2 separate regions of the Pan troglodytes genome follow, and region 2 is linked to region 1. The links are chromatin contacts, called in public HiChIP or PLAC-seq maps. All regions are on one chromosome and are shown on one strand. Each heading gives the region's core, a stretch centred on a gene start, on an enhancer-like site or on the middle of the called end of the contact. The rest is flanking DNA. Distances are from core to core; before and after follow the strand shown. Region 1 overlaps ZNF473 (zinc finger protein 473). Region 2 overlaps LOC107969790 (a long non-coding RNA gene).

Region 1 (5,182 bases), core at 1,348-3,847:
TTTTTAAATAATTTCTGGTATAAGATAGAGATTCATTTCCAGCCAAGAGTATTCTGTTTGTTTAAGGAAGAAAGGGAATTTATTAGCCTATGTAATTGAACAGTTTTGCCTTCAGGAACAGATGGATCCAGGTGCTTAAGAGACATGTCAGTAATCTGGTCACTCCTCTTAGCTCAGCTTCCTTTTTGGTTAGTTTCATTTTCTGGCAGGTTCTCCCCCCATGGTGGCAAGGTGACCACGAGCAGCTCCAGGCTTATCTCCTATCACCTTAGAAACCTAAACAGAAAGAAGGCATGTTTTTCCTATCCCTCTCTCCCACTCAGTATCTCTCAACTCTCCCTTCAAATGTTGAACTTGACCACCTCTCACACAGTTCAAACAAGAATGATAATTTACTGGCTTGAGTAGCTAAAAGCATCAAAAGCAAGACACTCATCTTGTTTATGCTAGCACATCAGGATGCCTTCAGCTGTGACTAAAAGAAAACCCCAACTCAAATTGTCACAAACACCAGGAAGAAGAAATGTACATTTAGGGCAGATTCCAGCTGCAATTCATAGTATTCCTCTACATTTCTCTTGAGGTTGATATTATTTATATTATTTCACATTATGTTCTCAAAGAATTATGTTTCTTGATCCCACAGTCCCTCCTGCATTCCCATCTCAGCCCCTGCCTGTTTACTTCACAGCACTTTTTTTTTTTTTTTTTTTTTTGAGACAGAGTCTCATTCTGTGGCCCAGGCTGGAGTGCAGTGGTGTGATCTCGGCTCACTACAACCTCTGCCTTCCAGGTTCAAGTGATTCCCCTGCCTCAGCCTCCTGAGTAACTGGGATTACAGGTGCCCGCCACCACGCCTGGCTAATTTTGTCTTTTTAGTAGAGACGGGGTTTCACCATGTTTCCCAGGCTGGTCTCGAACTCCTGGCCTTAAGTGATCCACCCGCCTTGGCCTCCCAAAGTTCTGGGATTGCAGGTGTGAGCCACCACACCCAGCCTACTTCACAGCACTTATAATTTCCAATCATGTCTCATGGTTACTGCCTGCCCTCTGTCTTTCCCCGCTGTATCCCTAGCGTCTGCCCAGTATACAGTAAGGTTCTCAGCAAACATCACCCACTGACTGACTGATTTACTTCCTCAAAGGCTGAAGACATTCCTCTCCCTACCAGCAGGGTAGGAGAATGGCAGTTTCCTCACACCCTCGTTGAGACTTTTAATTTTGGCCAGATCTATAGATATAGTATATTTTCCCTTCTCTTCCTGGCGACCTCCTGCTCATCCCTCAAAGCCTTTTTCAAAGGCCGCCTCGTGGGACAGGAGCAGTGGCTCATGCCTATAATCCCAGCACTTGAGGGGGAGGCAGGTGGATCACCTGAGGTCAGGAGTTGGCGACCAGCCTTGGGCAGCATGGTGAAACCCCTGCTGTTGGGAATGAGGTTTTTGGTGTCGCAAAAAAAAAAAAAAAAAAAAAAGAATTAATGCGGGAACAAATGATCTCTCAGCAAGGCGAGCTTTACTTCCTGCAGAAAGGGTGCTACTCAATAGCTGTCCAGCCACGAGACCCCGCCAAACTAAGGAGACAGAGTTATTATAACCTGATGTGTCTACCTTACTGCTGTGTCCAGTTTCCATTGGCTGGAATAGGACCTCACATTTTACACTTTACCCGATTGGCTATTAGTTTAAAACTTTTTTAACTGGGTAAGGGGAACAGAACAAAGAAAAGGAAGTTGCCCAGGGGATAGTTAAGGATGCTTCCTTAACTATGCACTATGTCCTGGGGCTTGTCTAGTTCTGTCCAGGCATGCCGGAGCAAGCTAGGACAGCTGATTTGGAATATATAATAGTGGATAGCAATCTTATACTAAGAAATTGTGACTTTTTATAATCTTTGAAGAATAACTTTCCCATTTTTCACACTACTAAAAATACAAAAGATTATCCAGGCGTGGTGGCGGGCGCCTGTAATCCCAGCCACTCGGGAGGCTGAGGCAGGAGAATCGCTTGAACCCGGAAGGCGGAGGTTGCAGTGAGCCGAGATCGTGCCACTGTGCTCCAGCCTGGGCAACAGAGCGAGACCCCGTCTTGAAAAAATAAAAGTAAAAAACAAACAAACAATAAAAAAAAGTCTCCCTTTGAGAAATCTTCCCTCACATCAACTATTTCAGTCCCACCCAGCCCGGTTTTTCCTTCCTTGTGCTCTAATATTCGTTTTCCACCAAGTTTTACGACCCGATCACGCTGTTTGTCCAGCACCCATACTGCTTACGGGCTCCGGTAATGGGCGGCTCCAGCCTGCGGCGTAGACAGTTGCCATGGAGAAAGACAGGCGTTTCCAGAGTTGACGGTTGCCGTGGAGACAAAAGCCGCCCGCACGCAGTGGGGGCGGGGCTTACAGAACGTATTCTGCGATTGATCCACAGGAAATAGACGCAGCTGCGTGGATCGCCTTCTCCACCCCACATACTGAAGCCAGAATAAGCCACGACTTCGTGTGCTCCACGCGAGGGCCGCCTGACGCCAGAGTTTCTCCCGCATCTGCCATCAGAGGACCGTCGCCCTTAGGAGCCCGAGCTCCCGCGGTACTCTGGGAAGGGTAGTTCATCAGGGAGTCTGACAGGCGCGGAAGTATCCGTGGGGCCGGGGCAGCGTCGCCACCAACGTGGGGATGCTGGTGGGGAGCAAGCTTCGCGTGGGAGGCCGATCCGAGGTCCAAGCCCCCATTTGCCAGGTCCTTGAGGGCCCGACTGTCTAGTGACATTCATCACTTGCCCTCCCCATTTTGGGCCCATTTTGGCCTGAAAAGTGGCCCCGAGCAGTTGGGGATTTAGGCCACCGAGAGGAATAGGGGCTTGAGAATCTGACGGCAGCCTGTGAGGCTGCAGGGGTGGGGACGGGTTTAGAGGCAGCGGGGGTGGGGTTAGGGCGTGGCCAGGAGCCGAGTCAGCACAAGGATTGGCTGGAGTAGGCGGGGAAGGGAGGTGGTTATTAGAGAACTGAACCCAGGAGGCCGGCGTGGGCGGAACCTGCTGATGCTCGTTTTGAGAATCCTTACACTGAGTATCATTCTTGAGTCCACTGAAGAAACTGAGGCTCAGAGAGGGCAGTGGACCCTTAAGTTCAGTAATTCATTAGAAGGGCTCACAAAACTCAGCAAAGCTGTTATACTTGATTGCATTTACTACAGCTAAAGAATAGAGATTAAAACCAGCAATGGGAAAAGGTGCATAGGATGGAGTCTAGGAGAGACCAAGCGTGAGCTTCCAGGTGTCCTCTGCCAGTAAAGTCATATGGAAAGCATTTAACGCACTCAGCAATGATGTGTGACCGCACACAAAGTGTTGCCAGAGAAGCTCACCCACGCCGTGGTACCCAGGGTTATGGGGTTGGTTATGTTGACAGGGCTGATCACCCTGACTGACCTTAGTCTCCAGCCCTTCCAGAAGTCAAGCTGGAATTTAGCTGGGGTATCAGTTCCGACAAGGGGTCCCCATCTCTGAAATGTTGGGGGAGACCTTGGCCCTAGAGAAGACTTTGCTGCTGCTTTATACCTTGACCTCGTTTGAGCTTGTCTTTGCATCAGCCTCAGAGGTGTTGGGTTTTGCCATCTTAGCCTTGCTTGGTTTAGGCTCCGGTAGCTCATTTCTTTTTCCAATCACATCTTTTTCCTTTATTCAGAGACAGGGTCTTGTTCTGTCACCCAAGCTGGAGTGCAGTGGCATGATTACAGCCTACTGTAGCCTCAACCTCCCAGGCTCACGATTCTCCCACTTCAGCCTCCCTAGTAGCTTGACTGCAGGCGTGTACCATCACACCCGGCTGTTTGTATTCTTTGTAGACACAGGATTTCACCATGCTGCCCAGGCTGGTCTCAAACTCCCAAGCTCAAGCAATCCACCCACCTCAGCCTCCCAAAGTGCTGGGATTACAGGCATGAGCCACCACACCCAGCCTACCACACAAACTTTAAAATGTTTTAAATTTATCTAAATTTATTTAAACTTTTATCTAAATTTAAACTTTAAATGTTTTTAAATTGTAAAAATATACATAAAATTTGCCATTTTAATCATTTTTAAGTGATCAGTGGCCACTACCCAGCTAATTTGCATATTTCTTTCGTAGAGACAGGGTTTCATCACGTTGTTCAGGCTGGTCTCGAACTCCTGGGCTCAAGTCATCTTCCCACCTAGGCCTCCCAAAGTGCTGGGATTACAGGCATGAACCACCACACTCAGCCCTATCAGCTCACTTTATAAAAAAAAAAAAACTTTCTATTACTACCATGAGCAGGAAGTAGTATCTCTTGTCACTTGTCACTAAAGGAAAAAGGTGGGGACAAAAATTAAAGTACTAAACAAAGTTATATGTATTACTGGATGCTAATTAGAAACACTCCCCAAGCCTGGGGCCTGACATGTCTGTGAAGAGTGAACTGCAGGCTGCCTGTGCTCTCTGCTTGGTTACTTAGGCCCACACAGACTGAAAAGTGTTGTTTGATGATGCATCTGAGGACCAGCTGAACTTGTGTGCCTCCTCAGTGGCGCATGCCCCGCCCAGACAGTGGGAAAACTGAGCTGCTCCCTCTTACTGGGCAATGATTGCCAGCAGAAGCCCTCCCCGGCAAAGACGTGAGGCCTGGCAGGCAGGGACTGATGCGTGGCTGCATGGCAGCAGGCTGAGAGAAGGAACCAATGCTTTTAGACTCAAAACTTTAATCAGAGAACCAACAAATATGCACACACGGAGGGCGTTTCTACCTTGGCCTGCAGCAACACAGGTGACTGATTTACAGACTGTCCCCACACCCAATGGCTGCCAGTTTTCCAGAGTCCCTATTGTGTCACAGCCCTGCAACACTTTGTACACTCTTTTGGTATACAACATGCCCATCTCCCCGACAAGACAGAGCTCCAGAGGATGGGAACCATGTGCGAGAAGTTAAATGTTGCAGCCATTTGAAAAACAGTGTAAGGCCCCAATGGTTAGCCAACAGGTTCGCAGTTTCAACTAAGTTTAACAAACTTAACCAGCAGAACTCCAGGTGCAAAAGTTGAAAAGCCCAAGGGTGCAGAGCACTCACTCCCTCACCATTTTCAGCACCTAAAATATGAAAGGTATTCAAAGTATGTGTCCAGTGATTTCATAAGACTACTGTGTTTCAGCAAAGGTGTGACTGA
Region 2 (5,182 bases), core at 985-3,484, 510 kb before region 1:
AATAATGAAACAGGATTGACGTCTTCTCCTGTTGATGATTAGCATCTGTTTCAACTCTCTGTCTCTCACTCCCGAACCTTCTGGACTTTCTCCTTTAGGAAAAGACTTTGACCAGCTTCACAAAAGGCAGCAAAGGACTATCAGAGAAAGAGAACTCCGAGTGAGGGGTAAGTAGCCTGGCCACAGGGAAGGGGCTGGGGGTGGAGATGCCTGCGTCTGAGGGAGGAGGGGCTGGGGGCCTGGACTTCTGGGTCTGAGGGAGGAGAGCCTGGGGCCTGGACTCCTGGGTCTGAGGGAGGAGAGGCTGCGCCTGGGACTCCTGGATCTCTGGGTGGTGATGGAGCTACAGGAGGTCGTGGTGCAGTTCTCTGCCATTGCTGACCCCTCCTTTCCTGCTCCATCGTGCAGGTCTGGCCTAGGCCCGGGATTGGACCAGGCTCCCTCAGGACCCCATCCTTTCCTGCCCGGACCGTGAATTCATCTCCTTGAAGCCATAACGTCCGAGCTGCTGGTGCAGGGCAGCCCTGGCCCTAGGCTTCCTACCCCTGGAAGCGAGAGGATGAGAGGAGGCCGGCCCAGCTCCTTCTTTCAGGGTGGGGGGCATTCAGCCTCCACTGTGTCTGTCTTTTCTTCCCTGGGGCTCCCCCTCGAGGCGAGGGGCCATGCATGTCTGGGGGACCCCTGACCCCCAAAACCCTCTGTCTGTCTCTGTCTCTTTGCTGTTTGTCCAAGACTCAGTGTCCCGACCCTTGTTCTCGCCGTGAATGTCAATGGGCCAATCCTCTCTGTCCTTTCAGACACACACACACCTGTGTCCACCCCTTCTGTTCGCCACACCCTGCGTCTGGCCGGTCCCCCCACTGCTGCTGCTATCAACGCCAGAATAAACACACTCCGTGGGTCTCACTCCAACTGGGCCTCCTGTCCTCTCTGAGACTGGGAAACCGGATTGGAACATGCTGGCTCTGCAAGCAGACAAATTTGTGTTTCTTTCAATGACTGGGCAACTTAATGATCTCTCTGAGCCTCAGTTTATAAAAATGGTGTTAGTCAGGATCATTGTGAGTACAGAACACAAAATTCAACCCAAAGCCGTAAACAGAATTGAAAGACCTCTGTCCATGGAAAGCCTATGAACACATTGAACACAGAGGGACTTCAGGCATGGTTAGATCCAGCTGTTCAAGGGACTCTCACTTCTGCTTTCCTCTTTTTTTTTTTTTTTTTGGATGGAGTTTCACTCTTGTTGCCCAGGCTGGAGTGCAGTGGTGTGATCTCGGCTCACTGCAACCTCACGGTTTCAAGCGATTCTCCTGCCTCAGCCTCCTGAGTAGCTGGGATTACAGCCGCTCGCCACCACGCCTGGCTAATTTTTTGTATTTTTAGTAGAGACGGGGTTTCACCATGTTGGCAGGCTGGTCTCGAACTCCTGACCTCCTGTGATCTGCCCACCTTGGCCTCCCAAAGTGCTGGGATTACAGGCGTGAGCCACCGTGCCTGGCTATTGGCTTCTCTCTCGGGTAGGTGTTTGCAGTGGCAATGAGATGGTCACTTGGAGCTCCAGGTGTATAATGCTGTATCTGTTATGATACCTTCGGCTGGAAAAAAAAAAAAAAAACCTTCCCAACTGAAAGAGAAAGATTTTTTTGCATGTTTGCATATCAGATTTTTCAAAGACAGTCCCAGGGTTGGTTCAGCTGCTCAACAACATTAGGCTCTGGTTGGCATCTCTGAGACTGGTGTTCGTTCCCCTCCTGAGTACAAACTGTCTATAGCAGCATCATGTTCTCACACACTGGCATCTAAATCAGGCAGTGTAGACCGGGGCCTCCCCTTCTGTGTTCCCCTTTTTTCCTCCTCAGAATAATTCTCCTTATTTCTCTCTTGCCAGAACCCGGCTGTGTGGCTACCCCGAGTTGCAAAGCGATCTGGGTAGTGAACATCTGTCATTTCCAGTCCCCATGGTGGGGTGCGGGCTTTGCCTAGAGGAAGCACGGGGAGGGGAACTATTGTTGGGTAGGAAATTAACAGGATCTGCTGCCATTGCAAGAAATTAACAGGACTTGTAATTGCCTTCAGAGCAGATAACTTCAGAGGAAACAATGTGAGAATCAGCTGGCTCTCAGCTGCTGTGTCATTCAGGAACAGGATTCTGATTGGTCCAGCCCAGACCTTGGAGACACCCCGGGCCAATCACTGGGTCCAGTTTGGAGCCGACTCTTGGGCCCGCCTCCTGCCTTTGCTGACTCCTCCTCCTCCTCCCCTGCCCATCTTGCCCAGGATTGGTCCAAAGCCCCTCTGGACCTCATCCCTTTTTGCTGGAGGGATGAATCCATCTCCTGGAAGCCATATATGTAGGGGTCCCTTGACTGACAGTTCCAAATGAATCACACGGCAATGGGCAAGGGACAGTCCCTCAAAGCAGTAGGTGTCCACTACATTCTACCCTCAGCTACTTCACACTAATTCACATCTACATTCCGGGACACAACATTTCAAAAACTCCCACTGCAAAAATTGGTCCAATCACTGTGTCAGTTTGCTAGGACTGATGTAACAAGTTACAATAACCTAGCTGAAAACAACAGAAATTTATTCTCTCACAGCTCTGGAGGCCAGAAGTCTGAAGTCAATGTGGTAGTAACCACCAGGCACAGTGGCTCATGCCTGTAAATCCCAGCACTTTGGGAGGCTGAGGCAGGAGGATCGCTCAAGCCCAGGAGTTTGAGACCAGGTAATATGGTGAGATTCTCTTAAAAAAAAAAAAAAAAAAAATTGGCCGGGCATGGTGATGTTCACTTGTAGTTCCAGCTACTTTGGAGGTCGAGGTGGGAGTATTGCTCGAGCTCAGGAGTTCGAGACCAGCCTGGGCAGCATAGCAAGACCCTGTCTCTACAAATAATAGTAGTAGTAGTAGTAGTAGTAGTAATAATAATAATAATAATAAAATTATCCAGGCATGATGGTGCTCACCTGTAGTCCCAGCTACTCTGGTGGCTGAGGCAGGAGAATCACTTGAGCCCAGGAGTTTGAGGCTGCAGGGAGCTGTGATGGCACTGCTGCACTGCATCTGAAAAACATGATGCCATGTGATACAGCCAGATACAAGGGTATATGCTGTAGGATTCCACTTTTGTGAAATTGTAGAAAGAAAACACTAATATGGGCAGGGCATGGTGGCTCACGCCTGTAATCCTAGCACTTTGGGAGGCTGAGGCAGGCGGATTACTTGAGATCAGAAGTTCAAAAGCAGCCTGGCACCTGTAATCCCAGCTACTTGGGAGGCTGAGGTAGGAGAATCGGGAGGCGGAGGTTGCAGTGAGCCAATCACGCCACTGCACTCCAGCCTGGGCAACAGAGTGAGACTCCAACTCAAAAAAGAGAGAAAGAAAGAGAGAGAAGGAAGGAAGGAAGGAAGGAGAGAGAGAGAGAAAGAAAGAAAAAAGAAAAGAAAAGAAAGAAAGAGAAAGAAAGAAAGAAAGAAAGAAAGAAAGAAAGAAAGAAAGAAAGAAAGAAAGAGGCCAGAGGCCAGGCACAGTGGCTCACCCTGTAATCCCAGCACTTTGGGAGGCCAAGGCAGGTGGATCACGAGGTCAGGAGTTCAAGACCAGCCTGGCCAACATGGTAAAACCCCATCTCTACTAAAAATACAAAAATTAACCGGGTGTGGTAGCAAGTGCCTGTAATCCCAGCTACTTTGGAGGCTGAGGCAGGAGAATGGCTTGAACCTGGGAGGCGGAGGTTGTAGTGAGCTGAGATCACACCACTGAACTTCAGCCTGAGTGACAGAGTAAAAGAAAAGAAGAGAAGAGAAGAAAAGAGAAAAGAAAAGGCTGATGTGCAGGGGCAGAAAATGGATTAGTGGTTGACTGGGGGCAGTGGCAGTGGTTATGGAGAGACTGATTACTAGTGGACACAGGGAAACTTTCCGGATGATGGAAGTGATCACACAACCGAATACATTTGTCAAAATTCATTGCGCTTAAAATTGGCTCATTTAAATTCTTGTATATTGTTGCAAAATACACATAACACAAACTTTATCATCTTAGCCAATTTTTTTTTTTTTTTGAGACGGAGTCTCGCTGCAGTGCCCAGGCTGGAGTGCAATGGCATGATCTTGGCTCACTGCAACCTCCGCTTCCCCGGTTCAAGCGATTCTCCTGCCTCAGCTTCCAGAGTAGCTGAGATTACAGGCATGAGCCACCTCCCCAGGACTTAGCCAATTTTAAGTGTACAGTTGCATTGTTGTGCAATCATCACCCCTACTCATCTCCACTCTTTCCTCTTGTAGAATTGAAACTGTTCCCATCAAGCAACTCCCACTGCCTTCCCTTCCCAGCCCCTGGGAAGCACGTTCTACTCTCTGGGAAATTCCCTATGAATTTGACTACTCTAGGTACCTCATGTAAGTGGAATCATACAGCATCTGTCTTTTTGTGATGGGATTGTTTCACTTAGCATGAATGTCCTCAGGCTTCACCCATGTTTTAGCATGTGTTAGCATTTCCTTCCTTTTTAAGGTTAAATAATTTTCCATTATGGGCCAGGCGCAGTGGCTCACACCTGTAATCCCAGCACTTTGGGAGGAAGAGGCAGGCGGATCACGAGGTCAGGAGATCGAGACCATCCTGGTCAACATGGTGAAACCCCATCTCTACTAAACTACAAAAAATTAGCCGGGCGTGGTGGCAGGCACCTGTAGTCCCAGCTACTCAGGAGGCTGAGGCAGCGGAATCACTTAAACCCAGGAGGCGGAGGTTGCAGTGAGCCAAGATTGCACCACTGCACTCTAGCCTGGGCGACAGAGCGAGACTCCATCTCAAAAAAAAAATCCATTATGTGTATATACCACATTTTGTCGAACCATTTATTCGTTGATGAACAGCTGGGTTGCCTCCTTCACCTTTTGGGTATTGTAAATAATGCTGCTATGAAAGTGGGTTGCAAATATCTTTTTGAAATATTGATAATTTTCTTGTACACAAATTATATTTTGATAAAGTTGGCTAAAACTAATACTCCCACCTAACATAATATAACTATCTCTAGTGCAACTGCAGAAGCTTTCACCCCTTCTGCAAAGGGAGGGATCCCAAAGCCACATCCAATCCTCAGACCAAGATTTCTGGATATTGGCTATTCCTTTCATCAAGGGCACATGAAGTCTCTCTTGATCCTG

The links. HiChIP or PLAC-seq counts read pairs in DNA pulled down with a chosen protein or histone mark.
Region 2: a contact with region 1 is called in an H3K4me3 HiChIP or PLAC-seq map of stem cell-derived excitatory neurons, with 9 times the contacts expected there. The contact joins two enhancer-like sites. A contact is called at or near these places in 2 of 7 Hi-C or Micro-C datasets (induced pluripotent stem cells and stem cell-derived neural progenitor cells) and 1 of 1 datasets of contacts at active chromatin or transcription factors (stem cell-derived excitatory neurons).

The regions. Positions count from the first base shown.
Region 1 is chr20:52,997,311-53,002,492 of NHGRI_mPanTro3-v2.0_pri, reverse strand. It overlaps ZNF473 (zinc finger protein 473), which reads right to left. Exons shown (of 5, transcript XM_009436077.5): 5 at 4,701-5,182. Among named protein-coding and RNA genes, the nearest start is that of ZNF473, 25 kb to the right of the region's middle. Within about 2 kb of position 2,597, at least 18 of the 24 cell types and tissues checked have an H3K27ac peak or open chromatin away from gene starts, as enhancers often do. A contact at or near this core is called in stem cell-derived excitatory neurons, where this site is marked.
Region 2 is chr20:53,506,108-53,511,289 of NHGRI_mPanTro3-v2.0_pri, reverse strand. LOC107969790 (a long non-coding RNA gene) reads right to left here. Exons shown (of 3, transcript XR_001711887.2): 2 at 2,974-3,070; 3 at 1,017-1,598. SYT3 (synaptotagmin 3) reads left to right here. Exons shown (of 11, transcript XM_016936669.3): 10 at 99-167; 11 at 409-912. The coding sequence ends at 164. Among named protein-coding and RNA genes, the nearest start is that of C19H19orf81, 20 kb to the left of the region's middle. Within about 2 kb of position 2,234, at least 4 of the 24 cell types and tissues checked have an H3K27ac peak or open chromatin away from gene starts, as enhancers often do. A contact at or near this core is called in stem cell-derived excitatory neurons, where this site is marked.